Regions from separate parts of the Mus musculus genome. Here regions 1, 2, 4, 5, 6 and 7 are each linked to region 3. The links are chromatin contacts, called in public Hi-C, HiChIP or PLAC-seq and promoter capture Hi-C maps. All regions are on one chromosome and are shown on one strand. Each heading gives the region's core, a stretch centred on a gene start, on an enhancer-like site or on the middle of the called end of the contact. The rest is flanking DNA. Distances are from core to core; before and after follow the strand shown. Region 1 has its middle 150 kb from the start of Slc4a3. Region 2 has its middle 49 kb from the start of Slc4a3. Region 3 holds the start of Epha4 (Eph receptor A4). Region 4 holds the start of Slc4a3 (solute carrier family 4 (anion exchanger), member 3). Region 5 has its middle 31 kb from the start of Gm32622. Region 6 holds the start of Stk11ip (serine/threonine kinase 11 interacting protein). Region 7 has its middle 91 kb from the start of Gm32622.

The links. Promoter capture Hi-C pulls out the DNA fragments that hold promoters and counts their contacts. Hi-C and Micro-C count contacts between places; a contact is called where the count stands out from the background. HiChIP or PLAC-seq counts read pairs in DNA pulled down with a chosen protein or histone mark. Capture Hi-C pulls out chosen DNA fragments and counts their contacts.
Region 1: a contact with region 3 is called in an H3K4me3 HiChIP or PLAC-seq map of embryonic limb bud, with 25 times the contacts expected there. The contact joins the enhancer-like site here to the promoter of Epha4 in region 3. A contact is called at or near these places in 4 of 39 promoter capture datasets (the SN4741 cell line, hippocampal neurons, liver and 1 more), 1 of 484 Hi-C or Micro-C datasets (cortical neurons), 11 of 115 datasets of contacts at active chromatin or transcription factors (VIP interneurons, astrocytes, embryonic limb bud and 5 more) and 1 of 9 other capture datasets (embryonic stem cells).
Region 2: an H3K27ac HiChIP or PLAC-seq map of embryonic stem cells shows a contact between it and region 3, with 7 times the contacts expected there. The contact joins the enhancer-like site here to the promoter of Epha4 in region 3. A contact is called at or near these places in 2 of 39 promoter capture datasets (cranial neural crest and hippocampal neurons), 1 of 484 Hi-C or Micro-C datasets (embryonic stem cells), 8 of 115 datasets of contacts at active chromatin or transcription factors (astrocytes, embryonic hindbrain, embryonic midbrain and 4 more) and 1 of 9 other capture datasets (embryonic stem cells).
Region 4: a contact with region 3 is called in a promoter capture Hi-C map of embryonic stem cells, with 4 times the contacts expected there. The contact joins the promoter of Slc4a3 here to the promoter of Epha4 in region 3. A contact is called at or near these places in 8 of 39 promoter capture datasets (cranial neural crest, embryonic stem cells, frontonasal cranial neural crest and 4 more), 1 of 484 Hi-C or Micro-C datasets (palatal mesenchyme), 6 of 115 datasets of contacts at active chromatin or transcription factors (astrocytes, embryonic forebrain, embryonic midbrain and 3 more) and 2 of 9 other capture datasets (adipose tissue and liver).
Region 5: a contact with region 3 is called in a Hi-C map of embryonic cerebral cortex, with 3 times the contacts expected there. The contact joins the enhancer-like site here to the promoter of Epha4 in region 3. A contact is called at or near these places in 4 of 39 promoter capture datasets (cranial neural crest, hippocampal neurons, liver and 1 more), 5 of 484 Hi-C or Micro-C datasets (adipose-derived mesenchymal stem cells, dorsal root ganglion neurons, embryonic cerebral cortex and 2 more) and 8 of 115 datasets of contacts at active chromatin or transcription factors (craniofacial prominence, differentiating embryonic stem cells, embryonic basal ganglia and 4 more).
Region 6: a contact with region 3 is called in a promoter capture Hi-C map of adipose tissue, with 6 times the contacts expected there. The contact joins the promoter of Stk11ip here to the promoter of Epha4 in region 3. A contact is called at or near these places in 1 of 39 promoter capture datasets (hippocampal neurons), 5 of 115 datasets of contacts at active chromatin or transcription factors (embryonic forebrain, embryonic stem cells, extraembryonic endoderm stem cells and 1 more) and 1 of 9 other capture datasets (adipose tissue).
Region 7: a contact with region 3 is called in an H3K4me3 HiChIP or PLAC-seq map of embryonic forebrain, with 12 times the contacts expected there. The contact joins the enhancer-like site here to the promoter of Epha4 in region 3. A contact is called at or near these places in 4 of 39 promoter capture datasets (cranial neural crest, frontonasal cranial neural crest, hippocampal neurons and 1 more), 1 of 484 Hi-C or Micro-C datasets (muscle stem cells), 8 of 115 datasets of contacts at active chromatin or transcription factors (craniofacial prominence, embryonic forebrain, embryonic hindbrain and 4 more) and 2 of 9 other capture datasets (embryonic stem cells and embryonic tail).

Annotation. Positions count from the first base shown.
Region 1 is chr1:75,692,216-75,694,915 of GRCm38.p6, reverse strand. No RefSeq gene overlaps it. Among named protein-coding and RNA genes, the nearest start is that of Slc4a3, 150 kb to the right of the region's middle. Within about 2 kb of position 1,410, at least 45 of the 459 cell types and tissues checked have an H3K27ac peak or open chromatin away from gene starts, as enhancers often do. A contact at or near this core is called in cortical neurons, embryonic limb bud and forebrain, where this site is marked.
Region 2 is chr1:75,594,272-75,596,971 of GRCm38.p6, reverse strand. No RefSeq gene overlaps it. Among named protein-coding and RNA genes, the nearest start is that of Slc4a3, 49 kb to the right of the region's middle. Within about 2 kb of position 1,316, at least 6 of the 459 cell types and tissues checked have an H3K27ac peak or open chromatin away from gene starts, as enhancers often do. A contact at or near this core is called in embryonic stem cells, where this site is marked.
Region 3 is chr1:77,513,727-77,516,426 of GRCm38.p6, reverse strand. Epha4 (Eph receptor A4) reads left to right here and starts at 1,339. Exons shown (of 18, transcript NM_007936.3): 1 at 1,339-1,486. The coding sequence starts at 1,396.
Region 4 is chr1:75,545,021-75,547,720 of GRCm38.p6, reverse strand. It overlaps Slc4a3 (solute carrier family 4 (anion exchanger), member 3), which reads right to left and starts at 1,259. Exons shown (of 23, transcript NM_001357150.1): 1 at 1,108-1,259; 2 at 800-949; 3 at 323-488. The coding sequence starts at 850.
Region 5 is chr1:75,904,759-75,907,458 of GRCm38.p6, reverse strand. No RefSeq gene overlaps it. Among named protein-coding and RNA genes, the nearest start is that of Gm32622, 31 kb to the left of the region's middle. Within about 2 kb of position 1,443, at least 4 of the 459 cell types and tissues checked have an H3K27ac peak or open chromatin away from gene starts, as enhancers often do. A contact at or near this core is called in embryonic cerebral cortex, where this site is marked.
Region 6 is chr1:75,520,124-75,522,823 of GRCm38.p6, reverse strand. Stk11ip (serine/threonine kinase 11 interacting protein) reads right to left here and starts at 1,295. Exons shown (of 25, transcript NM_027886.3): 1 at 1,182-1,295; 2 at 975-1,060. The coding sequence starts at 1,035.
Region 7 is chr1:75,843,974-75,846,673 of GRCm38.p6, reverse strand. No RefSeq gene overlaps it. Among named protein-coding and RNA genes, the nearest start is that of Gm32622, 91 kb to the left of the region's middle. Within about 2 kb of position 1,448, at least 22 of the 459 cell types and tissues checked have an H3K27ac peak or open chromatin away from gene starts, as enhancers often do.

The DNA of each region.
Region 1 (2,700 bases), core at 161-2,660, 1.8 Mb after region 3:
GATGGGGATTAGCACAGACTTGAATTCAAGATCACTATAGCTTCAATATGGAGTGAGAATTCTCACAGGAGAGAGAATAAAGAACAAGTGGACCAAGGGTGTTGGCAATGGTAGAAGACAAGGTGAGAAGCAGTGTTGTCTGAATTCCCTCCCTGGGAAAACGTAAACAATGTCCACAACCTCCTCATAAGGCCTAGGTGGCAAGCCATAGTCTCCTTCAGATGAATTTCACCTTGGGAAACCAGTCAGTCTTACTCACAAGAGCATGGGTTACAGGCAGACTCAGCGATACCAAAGCACCAGACGGTGTCCACTCAGTTCAGATGGTGGTTTCCCATCACTACAGAGATAGCATTCCCACTCAGCTAACCTCCATCCAAGCTATATCTGTTGATTTCTGACATTCCCTCATAGAAGAAGGGGGTTGAGAGATTCACTGGACCCTCACCTAAAAATTCCAGCTATTTCTTCGAATACGCACATGGGGTTGGAGTTTTAGAGAAACCCCAGCAAGAACAAAACCCCTAATGAATCTCTTATATACGTCAGCCTTCCACAAACGTTCTAGGAAGCTTGTCTTAACTGCAATATGGAGAATCAGTTGGAGAGAGGAAGGGTTTAAGAAAGTCAACTGGCCTGGAATAGGGTTGAAACATTTTTCTGTGGGCACCAAAAAGACACTTGTATGATAGCAGCAGTCTATCATTCCACACAATTGGCTATCCTGTCGCCCAGACAGGAAGCTAGCACTACAAATATGGCTCCATTTTGCAAGGGGATGGATAAGGGTGATGCATGTGTGGGGCCTGTCAGGGAGGGTGCATGGATCAGGTACACACATGCAACTGGGAACCAGAGGACAACTCAGGTACCATGCACTGTGTTTTCAAGACACTCTCACTGGTCAGAACTTGCTAAGGCTCCAAATGCCCTTCCAGGCCCAAGCCATACCTACCTCCTCCTCCTGCCTCAATGGCCTCAGGTGTGATGATAGAAATTCCAGATCTCCTTCTTAGAAGGTGATGTGGACACTCACTTTAACAGACTTGGGATGACTACATGACAGGAGTTGCTTGGGAGTTAGAACCAAGCCATCTGCAGAAACATCTTTTCCCTCGGCATCCCAAGAAAGCTAGGGCTTACAGAAGCAGAGCTGACAGAAAACACTGCCCCTCACAGGTCCCTGCACGCAAGGACATAACCCCAAGATTCCTTGGGGATTCACGCCACACCTTGTCACTGTCCTCAGATGTCTGGAAAGCCTCTTGGCATGCTCTCTGTGCCGTTCCCCCTTGGCAAACACAAGGCAAAAAAAAAAAAAAAAACAAAGCGAGTTTGTGGAGACTGAGCTGTGGGGCCAGCCAGAAGCGTTCCTGAGAGTGAATATCCCCAGGGCTGAGCAATCAGTCTCATGGCTGGGGCTGGGCTTAGGTCCGGCCACTAGCAAGCTCAAGTGTAATTTAGGGCTGTGCTTATTACAGGCCCAGACCTTGTTTGATGCACTGGAGTGGAAAAAAGTTCCCTCTCTGCATGTGACCATGTCCTGTGTGTCTATCGGATCTTTAACAATGTAAACATCAGAAACAGATGGGGAAATCCAGGCCGGTGCCAGGCCAAACAGTGCTCGCCACAGACAATGCACCACGGTGCCAAGACAAATATGCTCTGTCGATATCACTAATTTATAGCACGCTGAAACCAAGCAAAACAAATAACAATTAAGGCCCAGAAATCTTAAAATGAATAACCTTTCTGTACACAAACTCAATGCCACTATTAAAAGGCCATCAGCTGAGACAAATACATGAAGCATAACAATGAAATCCTTCTTATGTGAATAATTACTGAATAATTACCAGAAAGGGGGCATTGCTCTAGCCTGCAGAGTCTGTGGATTTGAAAACTAAGCTTCACTTGTGCACAGCACACAAGGGCTTTCAAAATGCCTCTGGGGACATGTGCCCACTGTGACAACACTGGGAGTTGGGGGAAGGACATGACAGGTCCACATGTTCCCATTATCCAGATGGAACAACTGTAGCATAGAATAATGCTGTGAATTATTCTCTGGCAGTGTTCTGGTGAGTCAGACCAGGTGCGGGGCTTCTGGTTTCTCACCCAGCATCACTGCCAAAGCCTTCATCCCCACCCACCACCACCATGGCTCGTGCGTGTACTTGTGTGTGTGTGTGTGGGGTGCATGTGTGTGTGTATGCTTATAAATATACTTTTGAGATAGGGTCTTGTATGTCAGCCAAGTGAACATTAAACTTACAACCCTCCTGCCTCAGTTCCCCAGGTGTCTCTACCTCCGATTTTTTATTTTTATTATAGAATGACAAATTATAATTATATATATTTATGGGACATAAAGTGTCACAATATAGGAATACAATGTGGGATAATTAAATTGATAATTAAGTATCCACCACTTCAAGTGCTTATTACAGTTTGTGATAAGCAACGGTTGAAATTTACTCAACTAGCAGTACTGAAAGGTGCAATGATCTAGCTAACTGTATTTGCCCATCTGTGGAATCCAACTCAAAATAAAACTTATTCCCAGCCTTTGACTGTCAGCTCTCTCCTTCCCGCCTCCCGTCCCACACCCCCTGCTCCCTGCTCCTCTGAGTTTAACTGTTTTAGATTCCACATACAAGTGAGAACATGTGGTATTTGTCTTCCTGTGTCTGGTTTATT
Region 2 (2,700 bases), core at 67-2,566, 1.9 Mb after region 3:
CATTTCCAAATTAAGACTGGGAGTGGCGGGGGGTGGTTAAAATCCTAGCCTGTGCACACACTCAAGACAACGAGAAACCCTGAGTGTCTGGAGTCACTTAAACCAGAAAGCGGCTCACCCGTCCCTTGCCTCCCCTTGACTCACACGGTCAGTCACCTTACATCACCTGGGAAGCTCCCTTCCCCTTCTCCGCCCCCCCCCCTACATAATTCGGATCTCTCCATGTCCCAGTGTAAATGCCATACCTCCACCCTCTCACCCTACCCCTGAGCACAAGACACTTCCCCAGACCCCTCCCCTGGAGCACCCATCTCCCCCAGGACATGTAGAAATGTGCCTTGTTTCCATAAGGACAGCATTGAAATGCAAGGTACAGGGGGAAAAAAAAAACCAGTAACCTGTGGTCACTTAGGTAAATAGGTGTTTCTTTTTCTCCATGATCAGAAATCCCAAGGCAGGCAGCTTCCGGCTATCATTGGAGGCGCAACGATGACGTTCATGGTGTCTTTTCAGTAGTCTTTGTCAAAGGCACGTCTGTGCTGGACAGTCCCCAGATAGCCTTAACTGACCCAGTCTCTCCCCACCTCCCCTTTGCACATGTAATTCTCAAAATAACTGTAGAATGTTTTGGGGTGTAATGTGGAGGCAGGGCACCCGCCAGAAACAACCTGGAGCCTTGCTCCCATCTCTGCTCAGAAATGTGACTCCTTTAGTTAGAAAGGAGCATCCCTGGCAGGCTGGCCTCTCATATTTGTCCAGAAGACGGATACCCTTGGCACTTTGCCCATTGAACACCAGAAGTCCCAGGAGTATGAGCCCAGGGCAGGGTGACTGCTGGGGTCCCAGGCTGTGCTACAAGTGAGGGACTCCACAGCTCTCTTAAGCCTTGAGGAATGGCTGGCCATGGGCCCTAAGCTGCTTTTGTCCCTTGTCACCAACCTATCAGGATCACATCCACTTTATGCTTCTTGTTGTGAACATCGTTCACCTCACCCAGTGCAGGCAGTTGGTCACAGTTCAAGATGCTGTGAGCAGAAACATCTACACTCCCAGCAGATGCCTCCCTTGATCCTGCTCTCCGGCCTCACGGTTGCAATATGGCTGCCACACCCGCCGGCATCGCATTTTCTTTCCGGGTAGAGGAAAGGAGTGCAGAGCCAGCTGCTTCTCCTCTTTTATCAGGGCAACAGAAGTTTTCCTAAAACCCATGAGCAGAGTTCTGCTTTAAAAAAAAAAATTAGGGCTAAAGAGATGACACAGCAGTTGAGAGCACACACTGCCCTTGGCAAGGACCTGAGGGTGGTTCCCAGCGCCTGTATCAGGAAGCTCGAAGATGCCTGTAACTCCGCCTCCAGGGGATCAGACTCACATACACAGACACTGATAAAATAAAAATGATTTTCTTTTTTTTCTTGTTTGTTTGTTTTTTTTTTTAAATTGTGTGGTGGGCATGGGGATATCACGGTACACAACACATGTTAGTGTCAGATAACAGCTTGCAGAAATTGGTTCTCTCCTCACACCTTCCGGGACCCAGGCATGGAACTCTAGCTGCGAGGCTTGGCAGCAAGCTTCTTTACTTACCTCCTGAGCCATCTCACTGGCCCCAGAGTTCTATTTAGAAGTCGTGACTTTAGTTTAAATGGCATCTCTAGACTAAGGATGCAATCCGGAGGTAAAGTGTTTGCCCGCCCTATGTGAGGCCCTTGGTTCATGCCCAGCAGTACAAAAATAAAAAAGATAAACAACATCACTTAGCCATTACTACCTTGCAATAGCCACAGCAAATGTGAATGACAATGGCTCTCAGGTCAGCTTAGGAATCATTGCCCTCCCTGATCCCCCAAGGCCTTGGTCACAGCAGCTCACCAAACCAACTCCACCCCCACCCCTGTCTCCTCTCCGTGTGCTATGTACCCAGTCGATGTGCCTCGCTCTCCCGACCAGGCGGGGACACACTAGGCAGGCTGAGTGGGTGTGGCCGCTGCGAGATAATTAAACCTGTGCCTTTCTTTTGATCCCTGAGATCTTCCATTTGAAATTCACTCTGATGGAGTGGAAAGATCCGGGTACATGCCCTGTCTAACCATCACGAAGGGTTAAACCATTTTTATTTCAGGTCTCAGGTGACCAGGGAAGGCTCGCTGGCAGGAGTGTCTATTGGGCGCCTCGGAGGCAAGCGATTGTGGGAATTCAGAATTAGTTTGAGCAAGCTCTCTTACTATCCCCTTGATATCCCCAGAATAAAAGCAGCAGTGACATTGCCAGTGACCCAGCTGTTAGAGAAACCTTGGATTAGGCCACAGAGGCTCTTGCCTCAAGTCCTGTAATAAGAAGCTCGCCTGGAGAATTGGATTTAAATCCAGTCCTTGATGCTCATCTTAGCGCGGCCCCGTCCCTCCATCTAATCTCATCTTGTCCTCGGAGTGTTGAAAATGATGGCAAAGCAGCGACCGTGGAAAGTGACTGTGTGAGCTTTTCTCACATGAGAGAGGTTCTCAATAAAAAGTAAAAGTGATTTAAATGCAGATGTCTCTTCCTTTGCCACCCGCTACCTTGTCCCTGAAGGTGTCACACAGTTCCCAGCTTTGGTAGCCTGCTGTGGGAAAGCAGACAAGGGCCACCAAGCACCCACTTCTCCTGGGCATCCAGAGTTGATGTGGTTGTAGGACTGAGACAGAAAGAGGATCATGGTCGCCT
Region 3 (2,700 bases), core at 90-2,589:
ACTCTGCCCCTGCTGTTTGCAAAGTGCCTCCACTCAAACTCCACTCAGGCTGAGACCCAGACTTGGAGGAGGAAAATCTGGCCCGGGAGGGAGCCAAAGGAGGGGCAGCTTGAGGCGAGCACGGAAGGTGGATCTTTTGGAATCCCACCCCTTCAAACGCCTGGGGACCAGCCACCCAGTTTCAACTGGGGCGGGTCCCTTGGTAGCTAGCTGAGCTGCGGTTGGCGCTCAAATTGGCTTCCCCGGTGGCCTGAGCATCGGAGGACCGGATGGTGTCTGCGTCCCTGGGAAGTCGATGGTTGGCACCCAGAACAACGCGGGGTTGTGGGACAAGTTTCTGCGGGTAGAGCCTCTCATTTTGGTCCCCTGGGAGACTGTCCCCATCAGTACCGGGGAGACTTCGGAGTTCAGAGCCACAGTAGCTGCTCCAGGCAGCTTGCGACCCTCTGTCTGTCCCTTCTGTGCAGCAGGTGCTCGCATTCTTACAACCTTCCCCTTCTACACCTAAGTGTCCAGGAATGGCTAGAAGTGGTTCCAGGGACACTCCCTGGAAAGCACAGTGAGTTCCCGGTAGCTAGGGCTGTCGCGAGGTGATTTCTCCCTTCATAGTCCCGTAGTGGGCTCGGTCGATGTGAACACCCGGACCTGGCCAGGGATCACTTCCAAACGTTAGGAAGATTGGGGACAAGTGACCGCGCTCTGCTGCTGGGGAGATGACTGGGTCCCCCTGGCTAGGTAACTAAGAAGGAAAGGAATTATCAAGCTACGAAAGTCCCCCAGCCCAAAGCATTTCCCACGGAGGAACGCCATAAAGACACAAAACCTGGCAGTGAGGGTGGCTGCGTGCAGCAGAGAGCGCCCGACCTTAGCTGGGGTGGACAGTACAGAGACCCGACGACCTCGGCAAGGGGCAAGAGCCAAGGTGCAGGTCAACTTCAGACTTATTTCATCTCAACAGGAGTCTTTTCTCCCTCGCACACCTCCGGACTTGGGGCCGGGCGGGGAATGCCAACGTTTTCTGGCCTTCCCCACCGTCCTTTCGGAGTCTCTCGAAGTTCCCTCTGCCGTCCAAGGGATCGATCCCCAAGGATCGAGACAAGGTCTGGGGCCTCTCGTGGGGGCACAGACCCATCACTGCTGGGAAGCCAGCCTCGGGAGACCTTGAGCCCTGCGGAGGCTGGAGGGGGCGGGACCTCGGGGGTGGGCTCTGCACCGTGGGGGTGGGGACGTGGCGCTGGTTCTGCACTGCTATTGGTCACGAGCTCTGGACTGGCGGGTGTACGTCACGGGCCGGTCCCACCCTCTTGGCAATGTCTTCAGACTGCTGCACTCCTAACTTAAGCATTTATTCCACTGGGATAGAAGCGGCAGGAGCAGCGTTGGCACCGGCGAACCATGGCTGGGATTTTCTATTTCATCCTCTTTTCGTTTCTCTTTGGAATTTGCGACGCTGTCACCGGTTCTAGGGTATACCCCGCGAATGAAGGTAAGAGCCCGGCAGCCCTTATGCGGTCCGGGACCCGGAGGGGGTGATTCACTGATGAATGGTCTTCTGGAGCTCAGAACCAGTTAGGGTGGGGGGCGGGGGGTGGAGAGCGCGGCATGAGCCTCGCGTTCCCACTCCGGAGAAGAGTGCCGAACAGAGGGGATCCTCTTAAGTGGGGACTGAGGAGGATCAGGCTGTCTGAACTGAGAAGGGTGACCGATGCAAGCTGCCACTCTGCCCAAGTTTGTAGCGAAAGGCCAAAGTTTATCAGCATCCGCCTGCAGGGCCGGCTCAAGGCGCCCCGAGGGGATACACCGGGATTTGAAAACAAAACAAAAAAACGTGTGAGCAAAGTCCTCTACATCAGCAGCACAGGCGAGAAGGGAAACCCAAACGTAGAGCGCAGAGCGCCCGGCCTCTTGTCCAAGCCTTGCGAGCCCGGGTTTTTGCAAAGTTTTCCCAGCGCAGCGCTTCCCGGGACCCGGCTGCTTGGTCTCCGGAGCGCGCAGCGGTGGTGGCGCCGCTTGTCGGGCGCCGGTGACCTGATTTCTAGCACCGGGCCTCAGACACCTTTTTCTCCATCGGGCCGCGCACCCTGGAGGTTGCAATCTCAGGCCTACCTCTCCCCTACCCCAGATCCTTAGCTCATCCAGCAAAACTAGGGGACCAGTCAGCGAATTAAACATACCCCACTGTAAGCTTCTCTCTCCAGTATGGGGTACTGGACTAGTCTAGAAGGACAGGCATGACCGACGGGACCCATTCGTGTGCCGTTTTCTGTTTGTCTATTGCGACGTTCTGGAAGGATTGTTTGTCTGTTTTTCTGTCCGAGGTGAGGGGAGAGGTGGTGACCATTTAGTTTGTGATGGGCCTAGGGGGAAAGGAACACTCTCTGTGTCTATTTCTGTCCTTATGTGTCCCTGTCTCTCTATCTCTGTCTGTCTCTCTCCCCCTCCTCTCGTGTGTGTGTGTGTGTGTGTGTGTGTGTGTGTGTGTGTGTGTGTGTGTGTGTGTTTGAGGGCAAATGTGTGCCTGGCGCGGGTGTCTGCAGGAACCTGGACGTTTTGTGCCGGGTAAGCGAGTGCGCACAGTGTGTGAACGTGGGCTCCGGCCTGTGTTCGTGTTCCAACCTGCGCGCATTAGCTGTGCATCTGTCTCATCGATTCTTCCCACTCCGTACATCCATCTATCTATCCATCCAGCCAGCCAGCCTC
Region 4 (2,700 bases), core at 10-2,509, 2.0 Mb after region 3:
CGGGAGATGTGGTACCGAAGAAAGAGAGAAGCTGAGGGAAGACACATCAGGAAACACAGTGGGGCAGAGGGTGAGTGGGACCCAGTGCACGATGAAGGTCACTGAGAGAGACCTCAGGCGCATCTCCCCTACATCTCCCCTGACAGGTGAACAAGGTGATGATGGTATGAGAGGCAGGATGACTTAACATGGCATGGTGGCCCAGCACAGCGTCCAGCACAGGATGACACTGAGTGATCAAGCCGGAGGTGAGCGCAGTAATGGTGGCGATGAAGGTGATGGTGGTGAAGGCTGGGGTGCTAGGGGTCCCCAGGCTACCCACACTCAAAGTCCCGCTCGCTGTAGCTGCGGCTAGGCTTCTCGGGGTCCCAGGCCGGGGTCTTGCTGATGAGGTCCCCAAACCTGCTCACAGCCAAGGTCTTGCCCAAGTCATCATCTTCCTCTTCTACATCTGGACCCAGAGGGGGCTCCTCCAAGGGCACCCGGACCTGCAGGCCAGATAGCCTCTCCTAAGGACCCCTAGTTCATGAACACTCCCCACCCAACCCCAACTCCATACTTCAAGGGCCTTCCCAACACCTTCACCCTTGCCTGCATCAACATCCCCAAAACACCCTCTGAGGGCTTCCCCCCAGGTTGTGGGAGCACCAGCCACAAGTGCATGAAATACCGAAGACCCCCTATTCCTCTACACTACCAATACAGCTCTACATCTGGATCTGGTGGTCCCAGGGTCATCCAGAGGACACCCCGCCCATCCTGCCCCTCCTCCCCCACCCCACCCCCACGCATCAGTCACCTGGGGTAGGGGGGAGGCGCCCCCGGGCGGCGGGATCACCCCATTAGCCATGGCAGGGCTGAAGACTGAAGACTTAGGAGTCTCTCAATCACTATGGGACCCAAACCCTGGGTGAGAAGAAGGGGGCGCTGCAGAGACCTCTTGGGGAGCCTTGAGGAAGGAGGGCGGGGTCAGAAATTGCGCTGGTGGGCCCCCTCCGGGGTGCTCCATCCCGGTGCCCAGCCCGCTCTCCCTTCCGAGGCCCAACCCGGTCCATGTTAGTCCGCTGTCCCTACCCGGCCCGGCGCCCACGCCTTGCCCTTAAGTACCTCCGGGCTCCGGAACCTGCGGGGCTTGGGAGAGCCGCCGCGCCCCATGTCCCTCCCCGCAAGCTCCGGGGCGCGGCTGCCGGGTTCCCGTCCGGCCTCTCGCCGCGCAGAGCCCGGCCAGGCGGACGCAGGCGCCGGAGCCTGCAGTCCACGGCTCCACCTCCTAGCGCTCGGCTGTGCCAGCCCGCCGCCGCCCGGCCGCACAATGGGAGTGGACGATCCCTGACTTACCCCGACCAGGCCAGCGTGGGCCCCGCGCTCGGGTCCCCGCAGGATCCCACCTGCCCGCAAGACCCCTCTCCAGGCGCCCCACGCATTGCGGGGGGGGGGGAGGAGGGGCGGGTGCACGGCCCTAAATTCCCACAATCCCTCAAACACACTCCTCCACCTTGCTTTTAGCCACCCCTCCCTTTCCCTCAGGAGCCCTGGAGGAGACCCTCTTCGCACATACAAGCCTCTCCAGCTTGGACACGAGATCAGAGACCCCTGAAAGCCATTGCCCTCAACACCTCCAGCCTCAGCTCAACTGATGCCCTTCAAAGGCTGGCTTCTGGCGCTGGGCGCCACCCACCATTTGACCTTGGCACATTATCTACCCATCAGTAGCCAGAGGCAGCTGAAACAGGGGCATTCCAATTGGGCCAACCACTCTAAAATCCTGTGGCTAAGCTCTCACTGTTCCTCCACCCGAATCCCGCCCCTGCTCCTCCAACCGTGGAGGACCTATCTCACTTTCCAAGGTCAGAGAGATGTTCGCAAAGGGCACCTGGACACCCCCACCCCCCACCCCCAGTGTTCTCTGAGTCTCTGAAACTGGGCATCTAGAATAACCCATGCTCATAAAAGCCCTGAATGACAGTCCGTTTAAGCCAGACCCCTACACCTTAGAACAAACAAAGGGAGAAGAACTGGGGGTCAGCAGAAGGTGGGGTGGGAAGGAGGGGAGAGAAGCATGTACAAAGTAGAAGCTGCTCTGACCCCTGCGCTGCGAGATCTCAGCCCTACCCAAGGGAAGAGTGTACACACAGAGCCCTGGGGATTGCTTGAAGCAGCTGGTCGCATCCCATCTACAATCAGTTCAAACAGTTCAGGATCCCCAGGCCAGAGAAATGATCCTGCCACAACTAAGATGGATCTTCTGAGAGCTGGGCATGGAGGTACCCGGCTTTAATTCCATCGCTTAAAAGGCTGAGAGCCTGGCAGTGGTGGCACACGCCTTTAATATCCACACTTTGGAGGCAGAGGCAGGCGGATTTCTGAGTTCGAGGCCAGCCTGGTCTACAGAGTGAGTTCCAGGACAGCCAGGGCTACACAGAGAAACCCTGTCTCGAAAAACAAAAACAAACGAAAAAGGCTGAGTAGTCTCTAGGGGTTCAAGGCAAAACCTGGTCTACACACTGAGTTCCAGCCAGCCAGCGCTACATATTAAAACCCTGTCTCAAAAAACAACAACAAAACCCTATCAACGGAACAAACAAAAAGCCAGTTTATCCATATCAATCCAGAGAATCCCAGATAGGCATGGCCCACCTCTGAGGTGATTCTAGATGTCATCACGTTGACAATTTACACTAACCATCCTAGGGAAGTATT
Region 5 (2,700 bases), core at 194-2,693, 1.6 Mb after region 3:
TAAACTAGTTTCTTCCAGTTCTTTCACAAGGTAGCCTACTGTCAGAATAGAGCCGTCATGACTTAACTACTCCCTCAAATGCCCCACCAGTTAGTGGTACCACTAGGGGCTGGTTTTCTGTACAGAAATTTGGGGGGACACATTCAGACCCCAGTTTTAGAGCTATTCCAATTGTTTCCTATTGTTCCTTGAACATGGGAGAGCACCACACTTTTCCTTGTGGTTAAGAAGACAAATGCCATTTGCTGTGGCCCACTAAATACAAGAAGTATCTACCACATGCCACATCTACTCTGAACCCTGTAAAAATCAACTTGGGATTTTTCCCTTCTCTTCCCCCACCACAGTGATGGAGACCAAGTGCTTGGTGGCTTTGCTGGTCTGCATCATTGATGGAGGACAATATGGAACAGAATCCTGAACTAATGAATTTGCAGCTCAGGTGAAGAATAAGTTGTCCTATTTAAGCCACAAATGTTTGGGTTTGTTTGTTGCTGCAGCTCAACTTATTCCATTGTAGCCATTAGAGCTCTGAGAGTTTTCCATAACTTCTATGAGTTGGTAAACTGTTTCACCCAGTGAAGCAAATGAATTCTTCTCTATTTTCCTCAAATCTTGCCCATCCCTAATGGACCAGCAAATATCTCACCTGCCCAAAGAGAGTCTTTCTTGAGCATTTCCAGTTGCATTCATCCTTCTTTGTAGTTGGAACCATTTGCACTATGTACATCACCTAAGTTAGAATTCTGCTACACTGCATGCAGTACAGATCTCATTATACGCTGCTATCTTTACTTACCTCTCGAGTATGTCTCTTTACTGTTTAATTAAATGGTCAGTCTATTGTGGGCAGAGATCTTATTATATATTTCTACAGGCTCCAGGAGAGTGGCAAGAAGACTATAGGGACCCAAAAAGCAAGATAACTAACTGTTCCCAAAGAAGAGGGAAGACACAACAAAGGAAGTGAACAGACACCTTGACAGCTTTGAACAGCAGAGAGAGGAAAGAGTTAAAATTCGTTAGACTGTATCCTGAGACAGCTCCCAGGGTTGGAGGCTATATTTCTCATTAATATAAAAGAGTTAATTATATATCTTAGAAATTCTATTCATGCCAAATCTTCTTTTAGGGTTAAGTCATGCATGATCCATTGCTATTCAGACATCAACCCTGACAGGGTCTCGTTCTGTAGGGCTGTCTGTTCGCCTGCCCTGAAGATCCACAGGGACTTTAAGAGGCTGTGTGCATACTGGATCATTTTGCTGAGAAGATGACCTACACAGCAAAAGACTTTATATAACCAAAGGCAGGGCATAAATATTTTATAGCATGGAGTCCATGAAAACACATCTTTCTTTCTGTAATGTGCAATCTCAGGACATATCACCGGGGAAGAAGACTTGCCTGAAAGATTCAACAGTCCCAATTTGCTATTGCTCATTAGGGTACCGCAGAGAATAGGACAGCTCCAGATCCCCGCTGCCTGTGGGCTAGTTAGGATGGACTGACCACATGAAAGCAAATCTTCCCACCTCACAAAAAAGCTGCCTGTGTTGCAAAGCACATTAACAAGGGGCCAGACAGCGAGCCAGAGGGAGCCTCTGAGGCGACATCCTTCTCCTACATTTAAGGAAGGGTGGCTCATGGAAATGGTGTGAACACCCCACAGCAGCCCAGTGAGCTGGAGCTGGACTCACAGTTCCTGTTGCTGCTATAACCACACAGCAGACTCATGGGTAAAGAAAGCCCAAGGCGTGAGCTCGCTGTGTTCATACTTACATTCGCAATTCAGAAATAAAGGAGCATGTCACAATTGGGCTGTGATATTTATCTGCATAAATTGTGTTAATAATGTCACATTTCTCCTTAATATTTTTCTTAGATTTTTAAAAAGTGTGTGTGTGTCTGTCTGTCTGTCTGTCTGTCTGTCTGTCTTTATAAGGAATATGCACAAGAGTGGAGGCCAGAAAAGGACATTAGATAGAAACTAAACATTGGTCCTCTACAAGAGCAGTAGCCACTGTCAACTGCTGAGCCACCTCTCCAGTTCGAATAATATATTATAAAGGCAAGCCTCACTAGACCCTCTGCCTTGGCTCATAGGTAGGACATCTCCTCAATTGAGTCCATAAGCAAAGCATCTCGTCATGTTCTGAGATGCTCTAGGCCGCAGCATCTCCCCGTGTTCTCAGATGCTCTAGGCCGCAGCATAAGTCCCATCTCTTCTAACCATTTCTCCCTTTGCTCGAAATTGGTTTCACCCACTCAGATCTCTTGAGTTAACATGTTACCATATTGCATAATTAAATCCTAAAATGAAACAGTAAATCTTCCACACAGCACCAACTCCTGTTCAGAGAATTCTTCAAACCCCTGCCATGACCAGCAGAAAGCCCTTCTGCGTACCAGTGGCACTGACAATGACTTTGTTGTTCCTCTGTTAATCATAGAGAACAAGAAAAGGGCTTGCTTGCTTTCCTACTTCCTATCTGAGGGTTTTTTTTTTTTTTCTGTTCCCTTACCAAATATGGTAGGTTTAAGTAAACGATATATAATCCTGTTTTTCTTGTCTTTTTTAAAAATTTTTTATTGGTTACTTTGTTTATTTACATTTCAAATGTTATCCCCCTCCCCAGTTTCCTCTCTGAGAATTCCCCATTTCACACCCCTTCCCCCCTGCCTCTACTGGGTGCTCCC
Region 6 (2,700 bases), core at 46-2,545, 2.0 Mb after region 3:
TGACAGCTGCTTCATCTAGATCTCATCCTTATCTCCTAAAGACATCCATTAACCCCACCTTACAGATAGGAAAGCCGGGGCTCAAAGAAGAATCTCTCCTTTCTGTGTGTGTGGGGAGGATGCTAGGGATTATAAGTCAAAGTTTTGTACATGCTAAACATATGCTCTGCTACTGAACTATATCCCCAGCTCTCAAAGAATCATGATTGTGATCATTTAGCTGATGATGGCAACCACATAACAAACAACATAGTGCCAGGCGTGGTGGCACATGCCTTTAATCCCAGCACTTGGGAGGCAGAGGCAGGCGGATTTCTGAGTTCGAGGCCAGCCTGGTCTACAAAGTGAGTTCCAGGACAGCCAGGACTACACAGAGAAACCCTGTCTCAAAAAAAAAAAAAAAACAAAACAAAAAAACAAAACAAAACAAAAAAAAAAACAAAAACCAAACAACACAGTGATCTTTGCCATGCCCAGGCACTGGGGCAGCAACTATAGTAACACTATCTTTTGAACACTTATTATGCATGCATGCACTGCACTAAATAAGCTAACTAAAATCCCGCTATCTTTTGCGTTCAATACAATCCCTATGCTAACCTATCTGAGAAGAATACTGAGGGTCTAAAAACTTATCCAAGTCTGATAGAGGGTTGGGACTAACCTATGTGGGTCTCCAAATCTCTGGTGTCTAAGGTGCTTATACTTGGCTTTCGGTACAAGTGATTATGTTCTTGTCTGCAAGTGTTTAATCTATTAATGATCCCTTTCCTCTGGAGAGTTAAGTGCTATGAGAGATGGATAGAGTTTAGACTGTCAAAGGCATGACTGTAAACAACGCGTCACAAGGAACACACCCAGAAGACGCCGGCACCTCGTGACCCCGCCGGCAATGACTCGGTGATTCCCGGCGTTTCTGGACAGTATCGAACACACCTAGAACTCCCAACCAAATAAGCCAGAAGTCCACTCACCCGACTCCCGCAAAAGTCCCGCCAGCTTCCACACTACTGAATCCCGCGGAGCGGTCGTCATAGCCACGGGACGCTGGGGGCGGAGCCTGGGGAAAGGGGAAGCGGAAGAGCCTCAGGTGGGCAACAAAAGCCCAGAGCTTTCGTGCAAATGGAGGCGTCGCGCAATGTAAAAAGTAAGCATCAGCTAAAAAGAACGATCTCTCTGACCCCTTTTCCAAAAAGCATTGGGCCTCGGGAGCCCATGGGCCCGCGTAATTCGCACTCCAATCACTTTGGCAGCCGGGCTCTTTTAGGGCAGGAAGTCCCGCCCCGGAAGGCAAAGGACCTACCGGAAAGCATGCCTTCGCTACCGGAAGCCACGCCCTGGGCGAGCCGATGTGTCAGTAGGACGGAACTAGCCGGGATTAAGCCCCTAACGGGGCCCCAGGTCTAGCTCGGCTCTGGGTGGCCCCTTCGGCAGAGAGAGAAACCTGACTCTTGTTTGCAGACTGGGCGGGGAAGCAGAGCTTGGAGAAATGGGATCTTGTATTAGAAGGAAAAGAACTCATCCAAAACAAATACTGATCTTCCAGTTACATAGCTGTCCTGTCCTTGCGAAGTTCTTTTATATCAGCCAGAAGGGCTAAGGCTGGCAGGGATGCCACTCTCAAACCCCCTTTGCTGTCATAGTCCTCAGTCTCTAGACTTATTTTTCCTTAGGGTTTAGCACACTCTCAAATTGGTCCCTGGTCTCTGATTTCAGAGCTCTGGAAGCAGAGGCAGGAGGGTCTCAGTGAGTTCAAGACCAGCCAGCTCTAAATAGTGAGTTCCAGGCTAGCCAGGGCTGCATAGTGGGATCCTATCTCAAAAACAAAAATTAGTCACTGGTAATGACCTGAACCTGTATTTGTTTTGTTTTGTTTTTAACTGTATTTACAGCTCAGTACACCTAACTAAAAGTGGTTTTCCTAAATTTGAAAATAAAATATATCAATAATTAACAAAAGCAAGACTGTTGAGTTTTCTACTTCCAAATTGGCACTGTAGCTTTTTTTTTTTTTTTCAAGATAGGGTTTCTCTGTGTAGCCCTGGCTGCCCTGAAACTCTGTAAACCAGGCTGCCTCTGCCTCCCAAGTGCTGGGATTAAAGGCGTGCGCCGCCACCACCACCCAGCACCACTGTAGTTTTTACCCTGGCTCTTGGTCTGGCAGTTGACATCAACTTCTGGTCTACATTATGAAAACATTTCTTAGGATGGAGTGACTAGCTAGGCTTGGGAGGGGAATGTCTTTTATGAAACAATCCTTTCTAACACAAGAAAGTTAAACATGAAGTGTAGGACTGAAGAGATGGCTCAGTGAATTAGAGCACTGGCTAGGCTTCCAGAGGACATGGGTTCAAGTCCCAGTACCCACATGGCGGCCCACAGCCATCTGTAACTCCAGTTCCAGGTGGTTGTACAATCTCTTCTCATCTCCATGGGCACAGCACATGCATGGTGTAGAGGCATTCAGGCAAAACATTCATACATGCAAGTGTTTGCTTTTAATGAAAAATCTAAAGAGTAGAGTTGGAGTCAGTCAGTTTTAGAGGTGGTGGAAGGCTTCTCTAGCCTGAACAAACTTCCTATATACCGTCTCATGGATCTGGGACATTTTGTGCAATTGATAATCCATTACATAGCAACTGTCAGTCCTTGTTTATCGATCACCTGAAGCTGGCCATGGGGGAGGAGCCATAACAATCA
Region 7 (2,700 bases), core at 199-2,698, 1.7 Mb after region 3:
ACCATTGCCTTCTGTACTATGGATAAGGTCACAACCCATCAGATGAAGACCTAAATAGGCTGACTTGTGCAGAGAGGAGGGGAAACCTATAACAGTTAACTTTGGATTTAAATGGAAACTGGGTATCCACACTGTTGGGCATCCTACAGAGGGTGAGACTGGCAGCCTCCTCAAGTGAGAAAACCAATGCCTTGAGGAAACCTCTTTCTCCTGCATCCTATTGAGTATGGTCTCCCTAGAGACCCTTGACCAGTAAGCTAATGCAGGATTATCACCATCTCAAAAGACCTCTTAAGAATGCAGACTTGGGTGTGGCAAGATGGCTCAGTGGGTCAAGGTCTTTGTCAACAGCTATGACAAGAGTTTGACCCCTGGGACCCATGTGGTAGACAGAGAAAACCAAACTCACATGAGTTGTGCTCTGCCATCGTCACATATGTCATGACTTATGTGCCATGCAAATAAGTAACTAAATGTGAAAGAAGAACATTTGAATGCAGAACTGCAGCCCCCAACCTTGAACTCTCCAACATCAGAACACACACACACACACACACACACACACCAACACCCTTCCCAGCTTCCCCAACCCTGCCAAGCCAATCCCTTTCCCGCCTGGAACTGATGTACACATTAACATTCCAGAAGCACTGATCCTATGATCTGAGGCCTGTTTCACAGATGATGAGACAGCCCTAAGGAAATCAAGAAACTCTGGCTAGGTTCCATGGCCACATGACAGCCAGCCTCTGATGTAGCATAACTCAAGTGTACCACATTTCCTTACGGTTAGCCATTCAGGCCTCTCAGCATTGGCATGGAATGGACAAGTCAGAAATGTGACCCTAATTTTACCAAAGCACGGAGGTATAAGTGACTTGCCCAGAGACTCAGAGGAGCTAGCAGACCTAAACCCAAGACAAGGATTCTACCTCTTTTTCATCCATGTCCTGAGGCAGGGGTCTTCAGACTGTAAAAAAACAAAACAAAACAAAACAAAACAAAACAAAACAGATGGCAAATGGTACATCTGAGCCCTATCGTCTGGTATCTCTTACAATTCAGCTCCAACACTACCTCTAAAAACCAGCCACAGACAGTAAACCAATGGGCATAATTGTGTTCCAATAAAACTTTATTTGTACAAAAGGGCAAGGGTCTAGGTATGTCCCTGGGCAACCCTTGTATTATGCTGTACAATTCATGAGAAGACAATCTCTATGCCAGCTCTTCTCGACTATTGAGAGGTGCTGAAAGAAGCGGGGAGTTCCTGAGAGAAAGAAGGCTCTCTCAGTTTCGCACACCTGGGGAAAAGGGAAAGCTTTTTATCTGCCAGGGATGCAGAGTGTGAGTGGAGGGTCTGTGGGCCCCAGTGAGAGCCTAACTCCTCCCTCCTCGTTGCTCACCGGGTGGGACCCACTCAGGAGGCAGCAGCTGGAGAGAGGCATGCCCTCTGCTAATTGCTCTGCACTGAGCGGCTTCCCTTCCACCACCAATCCTCCCAGAGCTGATGCTTTCCCTACTCTGCATGAAGGAACTTCAAGCTAGCAACCCACAGGAACTCTTGGCCCCATCCTGGGCTGAGCTCTCCTTCCTGCAAAACCTTCCTGCAGTGAAGACTCGCTACAGCTGCTTCAATGTCAGGGTGCAAGGAGACAAAAGGAAAAGACTCCCGCCATGGATGTCTGTCTCGGGAAACAAAGCTGGGCACCATCCTTTAATGTTTGCGTTCATTAATGTTCCCGTCAATTTTAAACACTGGAGTAGAATTTCCAGACTTTGCAGATCATTTAAAAGCTTAAGGGATTATCAAACCAGTCATTTAAAATGACATTTTCACTGCACAAATATTATTCTATTAAAGAGCACGCATGGCACAGGCCGGGATCAGCTTTGGCAGGGTTACAGGGCCTTCCTCCATTGCAAACCCCACTGTTTCCTCATAAAGCTGTCAAGCCCCTGCTTAATGAAACATATATAAATGTGATGATGTTAGCCATGTCACAGCAAGCTAATTCATCCTGGCTTTTTCCCATTGCGCTACCCAGTGAAGGCTTTTATCATTGTATCCCTCTTAGGATCACCCCCAGAGGGTCTGCCATCGGCCTGAGGAGATGAAATCTAAGAAAGTGTTTAATTTCCAAACAGGCTGAGCATCTTACATAAATAAATAACCAACAGACCTGGCTTTCGTGGTAGGGTGACATGCTTAAGACAGAACACTGGGGTTTTATTGGGAAAGAGATGCTAGTAGATGAATAAACAACCCCGATCCCTTCCTGGGGTCCTCTGACCCGATACAGCTGCTAACTGCAGTTCTTGGGAGGTCGGTTTCCGTCTTTAATTACCGAAAGAGAATCTGCTGGCATGATCAGGGCTCGACAAAACCCCCTTCTAAGCTCCGTTTCTAAAGCGTCTTCCAAAAAAGCATGTCTGGAGGGTTTTCAGGTTCCACCTTTCCCAGAATCCTCTGCGTATGCTCATGGAGCCTGGGAAGAATAAGGAAGGGCTCTGGGTTGTTGTGGATTTGGGTTTTTGTTTTGTTGTTGTTCCTCTTAGCAGTCCAATAAGATAAAACAATTTAGACAGAAACTGTGAGGCCTTCGCAGACTCAGAAAATCCCACAGTTCAAGCCCTCTTAGGGACCAAGGGAAGATGAATAAAATGATAGGCTTCTGAGAACTGGCCCAGCCAGGAAGA